Linked DNA regions of Mus musculus: regions 1, 3, 4 and 5 are each linked to region 2. The links are chromatin contacts, called in public Hi-C, HiChIP or PLAC-seq and promoter capture Hi-C maps. All regions are on one chromosome and are shown on one strand. Each heading gives the region's core, a stretch centred on a gene start, on an enhancer-like site or on the middle of the called end of the contact. The rest is flanking DNA. Distances are from core to core; before and after follow the strand shown. Region 1 has its middle 190 kb from the start of Gm24070. Region 2 holds the start of 9530018F02Rik (a long non-coding RNA gene). Region 3 overlaps Gm6657 (predicted gene 6657). Region 4 has its middle 160 kb from the start of Gm24070. Region 5 has its middle 98 kb from the start of Gm6657.

Region 1 (2,700 bases), core at 16-2,515, 760 kb after region 2:
CAATCCAGGCAAATCATTCATTGACTTGTAATAATTTAATGGACATAAGGATGAAGAAAAGGGAGGTATCTGAAAAATAAAAAGTCAGTAGGCATAGGTATGTCGCTTAAAACCTAGGTTGGGAATACAAAATGAGAGAGCTATCAGCTTGGATGGAGTTAGCTAAGGACATGAAAATAGATTTGGTCACCCGAGTAAACTCAGTAGAGTGACAAGAAGAGGTGGCCAAAAGCCAAGCCTCAGAAAACACCATTTACAAAGTGGACAGAAAGAGAATGGCCAAAAAAGCACTTGAGAAAAGAGCTTAAAAGCAAACTAAAAACTCAAGATCATTTGAGGTCACAAGAAAGACAGTGAAAGGACCCTGCTCAGTAGGGTCAAATGCCAGCAAATCGTTAATAATGTACATTTTACAATAGGTTAAGGACCCAGAGACTGAATGACCTCTCTGGGGACAGGTGTGGCACAGAAAAGACTGACTCTGTGATGGTGCTGTGTGACAAGGGGACATGAGGGACAGAGGAAACTAAAGTCCTCGTGACTCGGTTGACTGAGGAAGATACATAAAGGAAAAAACGTTGAGGCAGATAAGCAGGTTAAAGATGTGCTTTTGTTCTGGTGAGAAGCTGAAGTACGCCTTTATGCTGAGAGGCACATGCCAGTCAAGAGGTAGATTGCAACTCTATCAGAGTATAGGAGAGTGGTGGCCTAGGAAGCATTGGGAGTCCTGACTACTTAAAGCCCGGTACAGTCTGTCTGATGTAGAGAACTTAGGCTGTGCAAAAGTTAAAGCACACAGGATGCTGAGGTTCCCGCTTCTCCCACCTCTGTCCTAAAATCTTCAAGGCATCTTCTACGTTCTTAGACGGCTTTTCACACATCTTCCGATCTATTAGGGCAAACACATTATTTTTCTGGGTCAGGTTATTGTTACCTAGATATCTGAGATTTATCAAAGTCCCCAGCACCTAACAGTTCAATAAACACTTGACAAATAAGTCAACCTGAGGCAGTGTCTTATCCCGCTTAGTGCATATCTTCCTGTGGAGACCAGAGAATGGACCACGTGGTAGTCAGGTATAAAGAAAAGGCAGGCTCACTTGCACGGAAGCTCTCTAGGAAAGATTCATTATTCATTCCACAAACATTTACTGAGCGTATGGCGCTGCCTTCAGCCACGGAACAGATGGCCCAAGGCAACCGACACACGAAGCCTCCTCCAAGCTGGAGGATTCCCTACTCCCCACAAATGACAAATCAGTAGCTGTTGCATGCATCCATCTGCTGCGATCTGGAGCCCAGATATTCTCTCCGCCTCTCCAGCATGGAGAAGCAGATCACTACCAATTTTCCTTTCTGTCAACAGGAGTTGAGGAATAGAGTGTGCCGAATTGACATAAGCAGCTCCAATTGCCTTCAGAATTTGGCCTGAAGCCCAATTATATTTTTCTAGTTTGTGCCACAGTACATGAAAAGTACAATTTGTCTCATTTCTTTCCCTTACTTTTAAAAATATTCAAAAAAAAAAAAACTTGGCTGAGTGAAACCAACCAAGCATGTTCTTCAGGAATAACTTTGAGCACAATCATAGCTATGTTATTATGATATATACTCTAAGGCAGATTCAGTTGAAAGAATGTGGATATATTATTTTAAAATTATATGCACATGAATAAAGTATACTGCATACAAATAATTTTAAAATATTGTTGCTAGGTTGAGGATAACTCAAGGTTATAAATACATTCATGTGCACAGGCATGATTATGGTCTTACACACACACACATACACACACATACAGAAAGAGAGGGGGGAAGAGAGAAGGAGAGAGAAATTCATTCATTCACCAATGCAATGTTTTGTAAAAGAATTATTTTCTAAGCTTGTTGTTTGAAATTTGGACTATATATTTTCAAGAATAATGTATGCATATAAGTGGCTTGTCAAGGAATCTCAAAAGGCCGACTTCACCAACAGTTCAGACAAACTAGGTAAAATTGGTCCGGTTTCCATGGGCAGGAGATGTAGTGGTTCCTGCCTGAAATTTCAGCACCAGACTGCCTGAGGCAGGAGGAACACCATGGTTTTGAGGATAGCCTGAGTTAATGATGAGTCCAGGACAACTTGGACGAGAGAAAAGACCCTGTCCCTGGCAGGGTCTCATGCTTAGACACAACACCATGTTCTAATTGCATTCACACCTTGCCTATAGCTTAGTACATATGACTAACTATAAACAGACCCACACCCGTGGTTCGTCTTCAAGAGAACCTAGGAGGGAATACACTGGTAAGATACAGATAAAGCGAGTTTAGACCATTCAGTTGTCTTCTTGGAACAGAAAATAGAAAACATTTTTTCAAACTGATTTAATCACTAGCATCTAAAATGAGAAACAGAGTAGATGCCGTGGATGTATGCAGACTTCAGTTTTCCTCTTCTGTGAACACAGCCCAACACCATGTGACTATTTCTGGCCAACAAACCATGAGTACAAATATATCCTTAAGGCTGAGGCAGGCAGGGGAAAGCTACAAGGTGTGAGCACCCAGTCTCTCTGTTTCTTGGTGTTTAGTTTGCTAGGGTTGCTATAATCTTAATTATAGCATAGTACCATAATCTTAATTGTAGGAAACAACATCAGCTCAGGATTCCCAAGATCAAGTTTTCAGCACAAAGGAGATTTATTTGCTTCAGAG
Region 2 (2,700 bases), core at 192-2,691:
TGTTTTTTTGATTACTAGCATATAAAAGGGTGGCCCTGTTTACTCAGAGATACGTTTCCAAAGTATTTACTAGTATTTATCTGTGCTGGGAGGAATAATTGTCTTGAGGGCAGCTTTTCTACTCAGTCACCCGGCTGAGTCCTCAGGCTTGGGATCTGGTCCCCAGGCTACAGGGAAGAGTTCGGCACGGGAAGCTCATCTTCCGGCCCTCTGATTGGCCAGTTCGCACTCCACTCACTGGTTTTCCCGCTCTGATTGGCCCCGGCAGCACCCCTTCGGCCCGCGACTACTTTGTGTGCCCTGGCTGCGCGGCTGGGTCCTCCCGCCCAGCTCGCCCTCCCGGACGGTCTGTCGGAGGTAGCCCTTCGGCACTCGGCTCAGCATCGCGGGCGTCAGGATCCCCGAGTGCGAGCGGGTAGGAAGCATCCTAGGGAAAAGCCTCTCCTCTCCTGTACTCAATAAACTTCCGCCTCCGAAGGGCTGAGGCAGCAGCGGCTGCGAACGGCCGGGCTTCGAACTCGGGCTCTGCGGGGTTCTTTCTCTTCAGATGAAGACAGAGCCCGCAGGGTAGCCGGACCGCCCGGAGCCGAGGTGGCACTGTGTGCTGGTGCCTCAGCGGATGAGCAGCAGAGAGTACCCCGAAACTAGTACAGAGCCCTATTGAGCCCCAGCGGGGTGCGCCTCTGGGTGGTGGGCCAGGCCGGCCAGGGCGTGGGGAGCGCTGCTCCCCTCAGCCTCCGACCCTCAGGCGGCCTTCGCCTGTAGAGACCAAAGCCGGAGCCCGCGCGCGGCCGCTGTCCGGCTGGAACTCGGGTCCCGCCGTGGCCCGGTGGATGCTGCAGCTCCGCTGTCCACCCGCACAGAGAGGAAGGGGACGGGGCGGAGCCTGTGCACATGCCAGGGTCGCTGGAGGAGGCCGCGGCCGGCGCATGCGCGCCCTCCCCCAGCAGGCTGGGACGCCGAGGGGCGCGCGCCCCTCTCCGCGCGCGCACGCTCGCTCGCTCGCTCCCTCGCTCGCGCCGGCCGGCGGCTTCCCCGCCTGCGCTCCCGGTCGGAGCCACTCCGGCGCGTGCGCGCGTGGTCTCGGGCCGACCCGAGTGGCCGGGTTCTCTGGGCTCCAGGCCCCCGCCGCCCCCTCCCCGGCTCCCAGCCAACCCGTCCCTCCCTTTCCTCACGGAATGGGGCCGGCGCTGCTCGGGGTCGCGCGTCCTGGACCCGGCTCGCGCTCGGTCTCGCGCTGTCAGCCGCTGCCTGGCTCGCGCCGCCTTGCGCTTTCCCTCAGTCAGTGGCGCCGAAGGCTCCGTTAAGCGGCGGCCGCGGTTCCTGTTTCCGTTTCTTCCTCTCCCTTCAGTCGGGAGTAGCATCCTCCACCCCAGCACCCCTCCCACTCTCCCGCCGCGGCCAGCTGCAGCTGGAGGCAGCGGCGGCGGCGACGGGGGACGGCGCCGACCGCCTCGCTCCCGCCTCGGGTAAGGGGGCGTTAGGGAGCCGGGCCCCGCGCGCCGCGGACTCCAGGACGGGGCGGGCGCGGGCTCTGTGGAGCCTGGGCTCGGGGCGCTCCTTCGTCCTCCCGCCGATACCGGGCCTGTTGCTGCAACTGCTGCAGCCGTTGCTCAGCCAGCGGCCCCGGGAAAAGTGGGGAGGGAGCCTCCGGGACACCCCGGCGTAGCCTTGGCCCCTTGGGTGAGGGGCGCCGCGGCGTCGGGCATCCCAGGACCTATGGGATGGGGGCGGGGTGGGAGGTGTCCCTCAGCGAATCTCTGCATCTGCCGCTCCTTGCCCCCGCAGCCGGGTCCCCACGGTCAGACCGTGGGAAGGTGGGTTCCTTTGCTTTGCTTTGCTGTGTGGGCTTCTGGGGCTGGAAATCAGAGTGAACCTGCACAAAGATGCGTTCTGGCTAGTGGCTGAGGCAGGGTAGTTAATGGCCTGGGTGCCTCGGTATCCCCTCCCTTTGATCTGCGAATGACAAGCTGGAGGCTGTGGAGTGTCTCAACTTATTTGGGAAGGTTAAATGAGTCATATCAGCTCAGCGGAGGTCTGTCCTGCTGGAGTTGGGGTGGTTTGTCGGTAGCAGCACCTGTTCTCTGGATGTGGGCTTTGCAATCCTCAGAGACGTAATTCTTAAGTTAAATGGCACTGTCATGGTTAGGGTTTCGCACCCTGGTGAGCTTTTAGCGCTTTGCCTTAAACGTGGAGGCCTTGGAGAAAAGCAAAGAAAGTAGTGTTTTTCCTTGTGTCTAATTCTGCACGTTACTTTTAAGAAAACGCAAGAAGGTGAGCCCAGGAAAACCATATCCTCCCGTACCTCCCGTAGATCACTCCGAACTTAAAGGTTTCAGGGAACAAATGCAATGGAAGTTTTTATCAATTTAAGAGTTAAATTTATCACAAGTCACTGACTTAACTTTGCCTTTGCTCCGTAGAAACTCTTAAGAAGGTTTTATTTTAGTTGTCTTGTTCTTCCTGGGGTTAAGTGCTTATTTATTTTCTTGGTTAAAGTTCTGTGTAATATGCATACTTCTTTTAAAGGGTATATCATATATAAAGTATTTTAGGGGAGAAATTATATACTGAAGCAAAGAAGTAAGATGCTTCTTTTCTTTAAGGCAACATAGGAGTCTCTGACAATAGTACGCTCCTGTACATTGCTGTCCTTCTGATAAGAAGTCTTAATTATAAATACGACAGTATTTTAACACA
Region 3 (2,700 bases), core at 9-2,508, 970 kb after region 2:
ATAGCCTAAGCTGGCCTGGAGCTGACTATGTAGCTCATCCTGACCTCAAACTTCCAGTGATCCTTCTACTTCAGCCTCCTGGGTATCAGCATCACAAGCTACCTACCATGCTCAGCCACAGTTTTCACAAGTAAATTTAATAATAATGAGATAGAAAAATTAACTCTAGAAAGATGGTCAAGCCTGAGGCATGTTTTACCACTCTCGGAAAGTATAACTAACAGGAGGATTCTCTTTAAACTTTCTCCTTGGCTCTATCAAGTACAAAGCATTGGAAAAGGTGATGACTGAGCTGGGTGCTGGAGCACTCGCTATAGTCCCAGCATGCAGGGCAGAAGGCAGAGTAGTGCGAGGGCATCCTGGGTCGAGCGTTCAACTCAAAATAATTTTCCACTGTGATTTACAGGTTTTAAAGCCATGTTATAACATCTCTTAAATTCACTATAGGTGTCACTTAAAATTATTACAAGCTAGAGAAAGCACCCAAGGAGCTGAAGGGGTCTGCAATCCTATAGGTGGAACAACAATATGAACTAATCAGTAGCCCCAGAGCTCGTGTCTCTAGTTGCATATGTAGCAGAAGATGGCCTAGTTGGCCATCACTGGGAAGAGAGGTCCCTCGGCATTGCAAACTTTATATGCTCCAGTACAGGGGAACGCCAGGGCCAAGAAGTGGGAGTGGGTGGGTAGGGGAGCAGGGTGGGGGGAAGGTATAGGGAACTTTCGGGATAGCATTTGAAATGTAAGTGAAGAAAATATCTAATAAAAAAACCTAAAATTATTTCAATATCAAACCTTGAGAAGTTTTAATTCAATGAGAAAAGCCATGGCTCTAGAGTCAGATATATGTGTTGTAGCCCCTACACAACATAGGCAAGTTATTTGATTTTATTTTTTCTGTACCTAATATTTATAGCTACCACAGGTAGCAGGGCACTTTAACAGCCTCTCACTTCGTGCAACCCTTATAACGGCTCTGTAAGGTCTGCAATACAGAACAAGAAGCAAACTCAGAAAACCACAGTTAAAGCTCCGGTTCTGGACTGAATGACACAATGGTGGTATTAAAGTTGGATTTCTTATGTCTCTTCCATTCCTAAAAATTATGATGGGAACCCAAACTTAACTATATCGCGTCAACCTGAATTTGAGCACCAAGATCAAATTCAAGCTGTTTTTAGATATTTACAAATGGGTTGGGAGGCCTGTAATTATGTACTTAGCCCGGTAGGTGGCACCAACCACATCTAAGCCAAGTCCATAAGGAATGGTAACTCAGGAAACGTGAAATGCTGTAGGAGACTCGGCTTTCTGTTACCCCTAGGACAAAATGTGCCACACATTTATAAACCAAATGAAAAATGAAGAAAACAGCCTATTGATGTTTTGTGTCATGCTATATGGCATCAAGATGTATTACTGGCAGCCTTGATTAAACATTAAACATGGTGTTCTGCTGTACAGCTCTTAACCATTATTATTCTCCTTGCTTAACTAGTTCACCCCATTCTGAACAAAGAAACAAAAAATGAAAGCAACTGCCTACTTCCTCCATAATTCTTATCTAACACGTTTTCTCTCTACTACAAATAAGTTAGGCAATTAGGGCAGCAAAGGGAAAGGGCTGGGCTATTACACAAGCACTATTTGAAGGCTGAGCACTCAATAGCCCTTTTGGACGGTGTTCTGGTTCCTCTAGTTTCAAAAGAATTGCATTGCTTAAGCTTGGCTTAGAGGAAAGTGGCAAGAGATCCTGGGCACACCTCTTTCCCAAATCAGGCAAATACAGGTCCTTCCATTTCAGGTATTTCCAGATAGAAGGAAGTTTTCCTCCATGCTCTTGGCCCAAAATCCCTTGTCTCCTGTTGTGCTGTCTGGCTAAGGTAATGGTGCCTTCTATTTTGTTGGCAAATAATAGAGATGTTGTTACAGTTCAAGCAATCACTATTTGGGGAATTCCCTGAGGCCTGGGACTCACCATTACCAGTATCAGTCTTTGCTTCAGGCATCTGATGTACAAGAAATCGTTTCTGCTGTTCACACTCCGGGATAAGCCTTTGCTTCCCCCACCTCACAGAGATATAGCATATTTGAGAGCGTTTACTTAGAATTTGGCTCAGGGTTTGCGTCAGCTCTCCTTGCTTATGTCAGCCTACTTAAGACTGCAGCTTGTGACCTTCATTAATCACCTATCACAGAGAGCACTAAGCAATCTCTAAATTCAGATGATTTGTCTTCGGCAATAATCTTCAGTAATAATGTAATTGTGATATGATACTTGATTTTGACCACCCCTCCCCCATATCCCAGGCTCTTAGCATTTCTTTGAGCTCTCTGAGAAGATACAGAAAGTTCTCCTTAGAAGAACCCGAAGGCTGGATATTGTGCTACTGAAGCCCAGGGAAGTGGAAAATGAATATTCCTGGGAACCTATTTTCTCACTAATCCTCTGTCCTGAAAGCAAGTTATTCCTCTCACCTCTCACCTTTCCTTCTTTAATTTCTCTTCCTGATGGCTAAAATTTTGGGAGGCAGAGGCAGAAACCACAACTAGCTCAAATCTGGATCTTTCACCAAAGTACTGCTCTTTAAAAAGTCTATAAACTTTGAGGCAACCTGAAGCCTTTAAACATTAAAGTAGTGTTTGTGGTATTAACAGATGATGAAACTAATTTGTCATATTTTTATTTGTTTTTCCACA
Region 4 (2,700 bases), core at 15-2,514, 730 kb after region 2:
ATATGGATTTACTTCAGTATTTCCCAGTTCTCCCCCTGTGATTTTAAAACATATGAAGGTCATCAGGGAGATGGACATCAGTTCCTTGAACCCCTTCCAACGAAAGCACTAGTTTCAGGTGACAAAAAGTTTGCATCAAGGGGAACCTTCATCCCAGAAGCACATAGCATGTAAGCTGGGTGCTGTGAGATGCCAGGAGTGCCCACAACATACCCTTTCCTCCCAAGGCCCCAAGGAAAGTCTCACACCAGCAAAAAAAAATTGTCTGAAGACAATTGACATCAAGTGAACCTCCTTCTGGACAAATCCACCCATGCCCAGGATGGTCCTCTGGAATCCACCTGAAGCCTTAACATAAAGGAATAGGTTTTTATTCACATGTGCTTGAATCTAATCAGAGAAAATGTCATGCTATTTGTGGTGGTTCATGCCTCTTATCTGCCCTTGGGAGGTAGAAGTAATACTATCAGGAGCTCAAGACTCATCTCTGCCACCTAGCAAGTTTAAGGCCAGACTGGACTACATTAAACCCTGTCTCAAAAAAGTAAAGAGAACTTTTTATATCTGGACACCCTAGGGAATGTGGTTCTCCTTAAGTACCACCTTACTCATGCCTACTGATGCTGTTTGTGGTCATCTTCAGCCTCTTAGGACCTAGGCAGAACATTCTCAGTAAACTTCCATTTGCCTAGACTGCTCTCTTCTGTTTCCCACACAGATAGACTGGGGGTCTTTGCCGTGTTGTGGCTCTGTTACAGGTGCTCTACCTCTGACAATGCCTCATCTTGACTAAGACTCCCAAATCAGGATACATTGGTAAAAATCTTTTGAAGATGGCAGGAAATGATGTTGTAAATAAAGAAAAACGAAACAGAAATCAGAAAAAGAAAAGATAACAGGGGGTTGAGGACATCTCCGAAGGAAGACAATTACCCTGCAGTCTATTCTTTCCTCCCCCAAAGGCAGGGGTCTCTGTAACTCTGGTCAACAGGCTATCAGAAAGAGAGAGAGAAAATAAAGAGTTGTTTTTTACCTCTGAACACCACCACTTACTTGGACTTATATGCTATATAACTGATCCTTACAATAGTCCATTTTACAGAAAACTAGGGCCAGGTGGCTTAAGAGATACACTTACGGTTGTGGATTTCCAAGCAAAACATGTCTATGAATTCTCAGCCAGGCTGTTTGCCTCACACCACAATTCCAGGATAACAGTTGGGAAGGAATGCAGGCCCTGTTGACAGCCAGCTGGAGGTTGAGGATGAATCACAGGCTCTGTGGGGCTCCGTGCTTTGTCATGGAAAACGATGTTACATTACAAGTGGATGATCTATAACTCTGAGTGTCTAGGAATCCAGAGGCCGATAGCCATGAATTTTCATAAACTACCATTGTTTAAATTGCCAGTTATGATCTATTAGTGGATTATGAAACTAATTTAATGGTTAGCCACCTCTTCCCTTTTTAAGTGAAACAGAGTTGTAAAGGTCTAAGTAGATCAAGATAAGGTGGGATAAAGTGAAATTAGATGAAATAGTAAAAACAAAACAAAAAACAACAAAAAGTCAGCATTTATCCCACCTAGTAAGGGTAAACACTGTTTTAAAGTAAGTTTGTTTAATGAGGAATAATATAAAATATACTTCTTGCTAGAGGACATGATCCAAAATGATTGAAATCTAGATTCAATTTATAGCCCCACACAGAGCTTTATAACAGGGTTTTACTATATTCCTCCAGATAGTTGCCGGTTTTATATTTTAATTGTGGATGGCCTTTTCTCTGTTTTTTTTTTTTTTTTGTTTGTTTGTTTGTTTCTGTTTTTAAAATATTTTTCCTTAAGCCAAGAATTTTTATCCCATCCTTCCCTGTATCACCTCGAAATGCAGTCCCTTTGGGGAGATTTCTAGTGGCTGTCACAGACAGGGATATGAAAGGAAGAGAGAGGGAGGGAGGGAGAGAGGGAGGGAGGAAGGAAGGGAGGGAGGGAGGGAGGGAGGGTATCATGGTGCTGAGCAGGTCTTCAGAGCATGCTGAGCCTGTAACCTCTGGTTCTCTGAAACAGAGAACAGGACAACAAAACTCTAGCTGGAATGTTGCTGAGGCTCTGGACTCTGGGCAGTAATGTCGCTGTCTGAGAGGAACAGGACTGCAGTTACATCTTTGCTTCTTACATCTCTCCTTGTGGGGAGATGATTTACATAAATGTGTTCTGAGACTTCAAATAAGGATCTGTTGGGGTAGGGATTCTCATTTTAAGGAAGTATGACTAGTTACCCAGGAGAAACTGTGTAAAGTCATAAGGGAAATGAAGTTTTTGGGGAGACTGAGGCCCGAGGCTTCTAGCCTGTTGCTCAAAACCAGCATCTCCAAAGCAAGGTTGTTCCCCTCAGTAGAAGTTTATGCAGGTAAGATAGGAGCTGCAAGAGCCAGATAGACGTCTATGATTCTGGAGTTTTCCTCAGGCAGGTTTCCAATGGTTCCTCCTTCCTCGATGCTCTTGAGAACAGAACTTCTGACTCCCTGTGTAGTGCAAAGTTTGAAGTCAAGTTCATCCACAAGAAAATGTAGTCTGTGTGCTATCAGTTTCTCTGTTGTTCGACGGCTGAGATAAAGGTTGGTCAAGAAACAAACGCTTAACTGAGAGCTTTTAAGTCTAAGCCATCTGATTGGAAACTTGATATGTAATTATTTCTA
Region 5 (2,700 bases), core at 155-2,654, 860 kb after region 2:
GTGGCATATGCAAGTAAAATGTCACATATTTCTGCACGCAGTCAACAGTAGTCACACACACACACACACACACACACACACACATGGAGTTCATTCTTCCAGTGTATGAACAAACCTGAAACCCTAAGAGAAAGAAGACCCTCACCAACCTCAGCTCACTTCCTTAGCATCATCAAGCTACAGAATAAGAGCAGTTCTCAGGCTCTAGCTGAATGCCATCTGGTGGACATAAAGCTCTGTGAGAGGAGACTATTGCAGATACAAGTGGCTTCTAAGATCCCAGCCCGGCAGTGTTGTCGGTACACAAGGCAGGCTTTAGTTTTAGGAGGATACAAAGTGTGGCCACAAGGCAGGCTTTAGTTTTAGGAGGATACAAAGTGTGGCCACAAGGCAGGCTTTAGTTTTAGGAGGATACAATGTGTGGCCACCTGGAAGGTACAACACAGAGACTCTCAAGAAAGATCCTAGATGGTGTTGATGCTATCCCCACCCCCATCACACCCACATTTTCTTCATTAGAATTTTTTTCAAGCATCAGAGGTTTCTTTAATCTTCAAACATCTTTTATTAAAACTAAAAGGCTTGTGGCAAACAAGCCCTCAGATCTCTCATCTCGTAGCTTTAGCTAAGGTTTTCTGGAGGTAAATAGAGAATAATTTCTTTGGGGATAGAAATCAGGGAGGGCAGGGAATCTTTGGACAGTCTTGACAGGAGGAGACTGGTTGAGCCCAGGACAAACTCCATAGGCACTTCCACTTTGCTTTTATCCAGACCTTGTGAATAAGAAGCTGTTTAGCTGACTTTTTGTTTTGTTTTGAGACAAGGTCCCCTTCTGTAGCCCAGATTGGCCTGGAGCTTAATATGTAACCTAGGCTAGCCTACAACTCACGATTTAAACCAAGACGGTCCTGAACTTTTGATTCTCCTGCCTCAGTTTCCCAAGTATTAGCATTATTGGTGTGTGTTGCCAAGCCCAGGTTGTGAATAGAAAGAACTGTATCCTGAAACTTACAATGAGCTTGAATGGCCGATAAAGCCCATAATTTAAGCGAAAGCGGCAGGCATGCGTATATTTTACATTTTATATATATCTCTGAGGCCATCTCAGCACACACGAGGCAGGGAGTCAGGGGGCGGATAAGAGGGGACTGCTTCGTGGTTTGAGTCCAAAGCAGATGGGGCTTCCTGCCAATAGCCCTGGCTTGCAGCACAGAATTGGAGGCCTGCCTCTTCGGAAGTGTGGCAGAGCCCTGCTTCACTGTGTCTGTTCCTCTTCAACACACTTCCTTCTCCATCTACAGTATTTAGAAATATGAGAGACGACGCTGGGAAGAACACAAAGGCTTTTGCAAACTGTCTCTGGCTTCATTTTCAAAGCTGTCGCTATCAGGATTGGATTTAGCAACTTGGCATTCGCTGGGCAGGACCACCCCTGTTGGCAGCCATCTGGAGTGTCTTGGAGGATTTTTAAAGAGGCATCGCTTGGAGAACATTTTGTAGTGGAAAAGTGTTGGTGTTTAATCCAGGGAGCTTGGGTCTGAGCTCAGTACTAGCAGTTACTAAGTGACTTGGGAGACACGCTAGCATCCCTTGGACCTGCTTCTTTACCAGTTATGTGATCTGGTAATTCCTTAAGGCTTAATAGTAAGATTTAAAAATCTAGGCAGACTCCCGAAGTGTTATCGCTGGGCAGCAGTATCAGGTTACCTGGAAACATAATTAGGAATATACACTTTCACTCCCCACCCACACCTCTCATGAGTTAGAAATTCTGGAAGGTAAAGTGCTCCAATGTGCATTTAAGAAACCCTCCAGCTAATTTTGGTCAAGTTTGAAACCCACTGATATTTCCTTGTGCTGCTTCCTCTGAGTATCTGAGACACGATGAATAGCAATAGGTCAAAAGTGTTCTAGGGACCAACTTGAAAAAGCCAGTAGGAAGCCAACGTGAGTCAAATCAGAGTGTGGACTGGGGTCCAGAGCACGAGAAGTCTGTGTCACTTCCCAAAGCCTTTCATAGCCAACGTTCCAAGACTACAAATGGGCGTCTTCGTGATCTGGTACTCACTGATGTCCACATCAGAAGTGAGGAAAACAAAAGTGTCTTTTGCTGATAATGCCAACATATCTTGACCATTTTTGTCTCGACTCCCCATAGATGTCCGTCATTAACCATCTTCACTGTAGCTTTTTGTTTTTCTCTACCTTTTCTGACAACTCTTCATTTTCTCTAAGTTATCAGGGACAACCTGCAAGTGTGGCGTTGAGTTCCACATGGGAACCATGGTTTCCTAGCAACAGCCAGAGCCTGCTGGGCCATTCTGTGAGTCACCAGCTTGGGGCAGCTCTTGATAAGCAGCATGGCTTACAGAGGATCCTTTGTGGGCACCACACTGGAGTCTGCCAGGCCATGTGTCCTTCACAGGACGACAGTGTCCATAGAGAAACAGGTCACAGATAGGACACAGAGAATGACAAGAGAGTTCTCTCCATTCCAGGCTGAATGGATCTTGCTTTTGACTACTCTTTGGGGGAGTGTTGAGGAAAGATGGGAGGAATCACAGAGGGATGGAGGGGCTCATTTTTCAACATCCATCCCCTGGGCACCCACAGTAGATCTTTAACTAGATATTGGAGCTGCAAATGTAGAGACAGGTCCTTGCCCTCAGGAAGTGTAGATTTTAATGGGGAAAAGAGACT

The links. Promoter capture Hi-C pulls out the DNA fragments that hold promoters and counts their contacts. Hi-C and Micro-C count contacts between places; a contact is called where the count stands out from the background. HiChIP or PLAC-seq counts read pairs in DNA pulled down with a chosen protein or histone mark.
Region 1: a contact with region 2 is called in a Hi-C map of cerebral cortex, with 4 times the contacts expected there. The contact joins the enhancer-like site here to the promoter of 9530018F02Rik in region 2. A contact is called at or near these places in 8 of 39 promoter capture datasets (the 3T3-L1 cell line, 3T3-L1-derived adipocytes, the C10 cell line and 4 more), 2 of 484 Hi-C or Micro-C datasets (cerebral cortex and cortical neurons) and 7 of 115 datasets of contacts at active chromatin or transcription factors (astrocytes, embryonic forebrain, embryonic limb bud and 4 more).
Region 3: a contact with region 2 is called in a promoter capture Hi-C map of hippocampal neurons, with 5 times the contacts expected there. The contact joins the enhancer-like site here to the promoter of 9530018F02Rik in region 2. A contact is called at or near these places in 4 of 39 promoter capture datasets (the 3T3-L1 cell line, hippocampal neurons and second pharyngeal arch cranial neural crest), 1 of 484 Hi-C or Micro-C datasets (muscle stem cells) and 1 of 9 other capture datasets (liver).
Region 4: a contact with region 2 is called in an H3K27ac HiChIP or PLAC-seq map of epiblast stem cells, with 4 times the contacts expected there. The contact joins the enhancer-like site here to the promoter of 9530018F02Rik in region 2. A contact is called at or near these places in 5 of 39 promoter capture datasets (the 3T3-L1 cell line, hippocampal neurons and liver), 1 of 484 Hi-C or Micro-C datasets (the N1E-115 cell line) and 5 of 115 datasets of contacts at active chromatin or transcription factors (SST interneurons, embryonic fibroblasts, embryonic forebrain and 2 more).
Region 5: a contact with region 2 is called in a Hi-C map of cerebral cortex, with 5 times the contacts expected there. The contact joins the enhancer-like site here to the promoter of 9530018F02Rik in region 2. A contact is called at or near these places in 2 of 39 promoter capture datasets (cranial neural crest and hippocampal neurons), 10 of 484 Hi-C or Micro-C datasets (the 3T3-L1 cell line, the N1E-115 cell line, adipose-derived mesenchymal stem cells and 5 more) and 1 of 115 datasets of contacts at active chromatin or transcription factors (craniofacial prominence).

Annotation. Positions count from the first base shown.
Region 1 is chr12:78,000,771-78,003,470 of GRCm38.p6, forward strand. No RefSeq gene overlaps it. Among named protein-coding and RNA genes, the nearest start is that of Gm24070, 190 kb to the left of the region's middle. Within about 2 kb of position 1,266, at least 4 of the 459 cell types and tissues checked have an H3K27ac peak or open chromatin away from gene starts, as enhancers often do. A contact at or near this core is called in cerebral cortex, where this site is marked.
Region 2 is chr12:77,237,785-77,240,484 of GRCm38.p6, forward strand. 9530018F02Rik (a long non-coding RNA gene) reads right to left here and starts at 1,442. Exons shown (of 1, transcript XR_003950200.1): 1 at 1-1,442. Fut8 (fucosyltransferase 8) reads left to right here and starts at 320. Exons shown (of 12, transcript NM_016893.5): 1 at 320-415.
Region 3 is chr12:78,204,778-78,207,477 of GRCm38.p6, forward strand. The region is part of intron 7 of Gm6657 (predicted gene 6657); the gene reads left to right. Among named protein-coding and RNA genes, the nearest start is that of Gm6657, 9.1 kb to the left of the region's middle. Within about 2 kb of position 1,259, at least 73 of the 459 cell types and tissues checked have an H3K27ac peak or open chromatin away from gene starts, as enhancers often do. A contact at or near this core is called in hippocampal neurons and liver, where this site is marked.
Region 4 is chr12:77,971,112-77,973,811 of GRCm38.p6, forward strand. No RefSeq gene overlaps it. Among named protein-coding and RNA genes, the nearest start is that of Gm24070, 160 kb to the left of the region's middle. Within about 2 kb of position 1,265, at least 33 of the 459 cell types and tissues checked have an H3K27ac peak or open chromatin away from gene starts, as enhancers often do. A contact at or near this core is called in SST interneurons and epiblast stem cells, where this site is marked.
Region 5 is chr12:78,097,652-78,100,351 of GRCm38.p6, forward strand. No RefSeq gene overlaps it. Among named protein-coding and RNA genes, the nearest start is that of Gm6657, 98 kb to the right of the region's middle. Within about 2 kb of position 1,405, at least 53 of the 459 cell types and tissues checked have an H3K27ac peak or open chromatin away from gene starts, as enhancers often do. A contact at or near this core is called in the N1E-115 cell line, cerebellar granule neurons, cerebral cortex and 1 more, where this site is marked.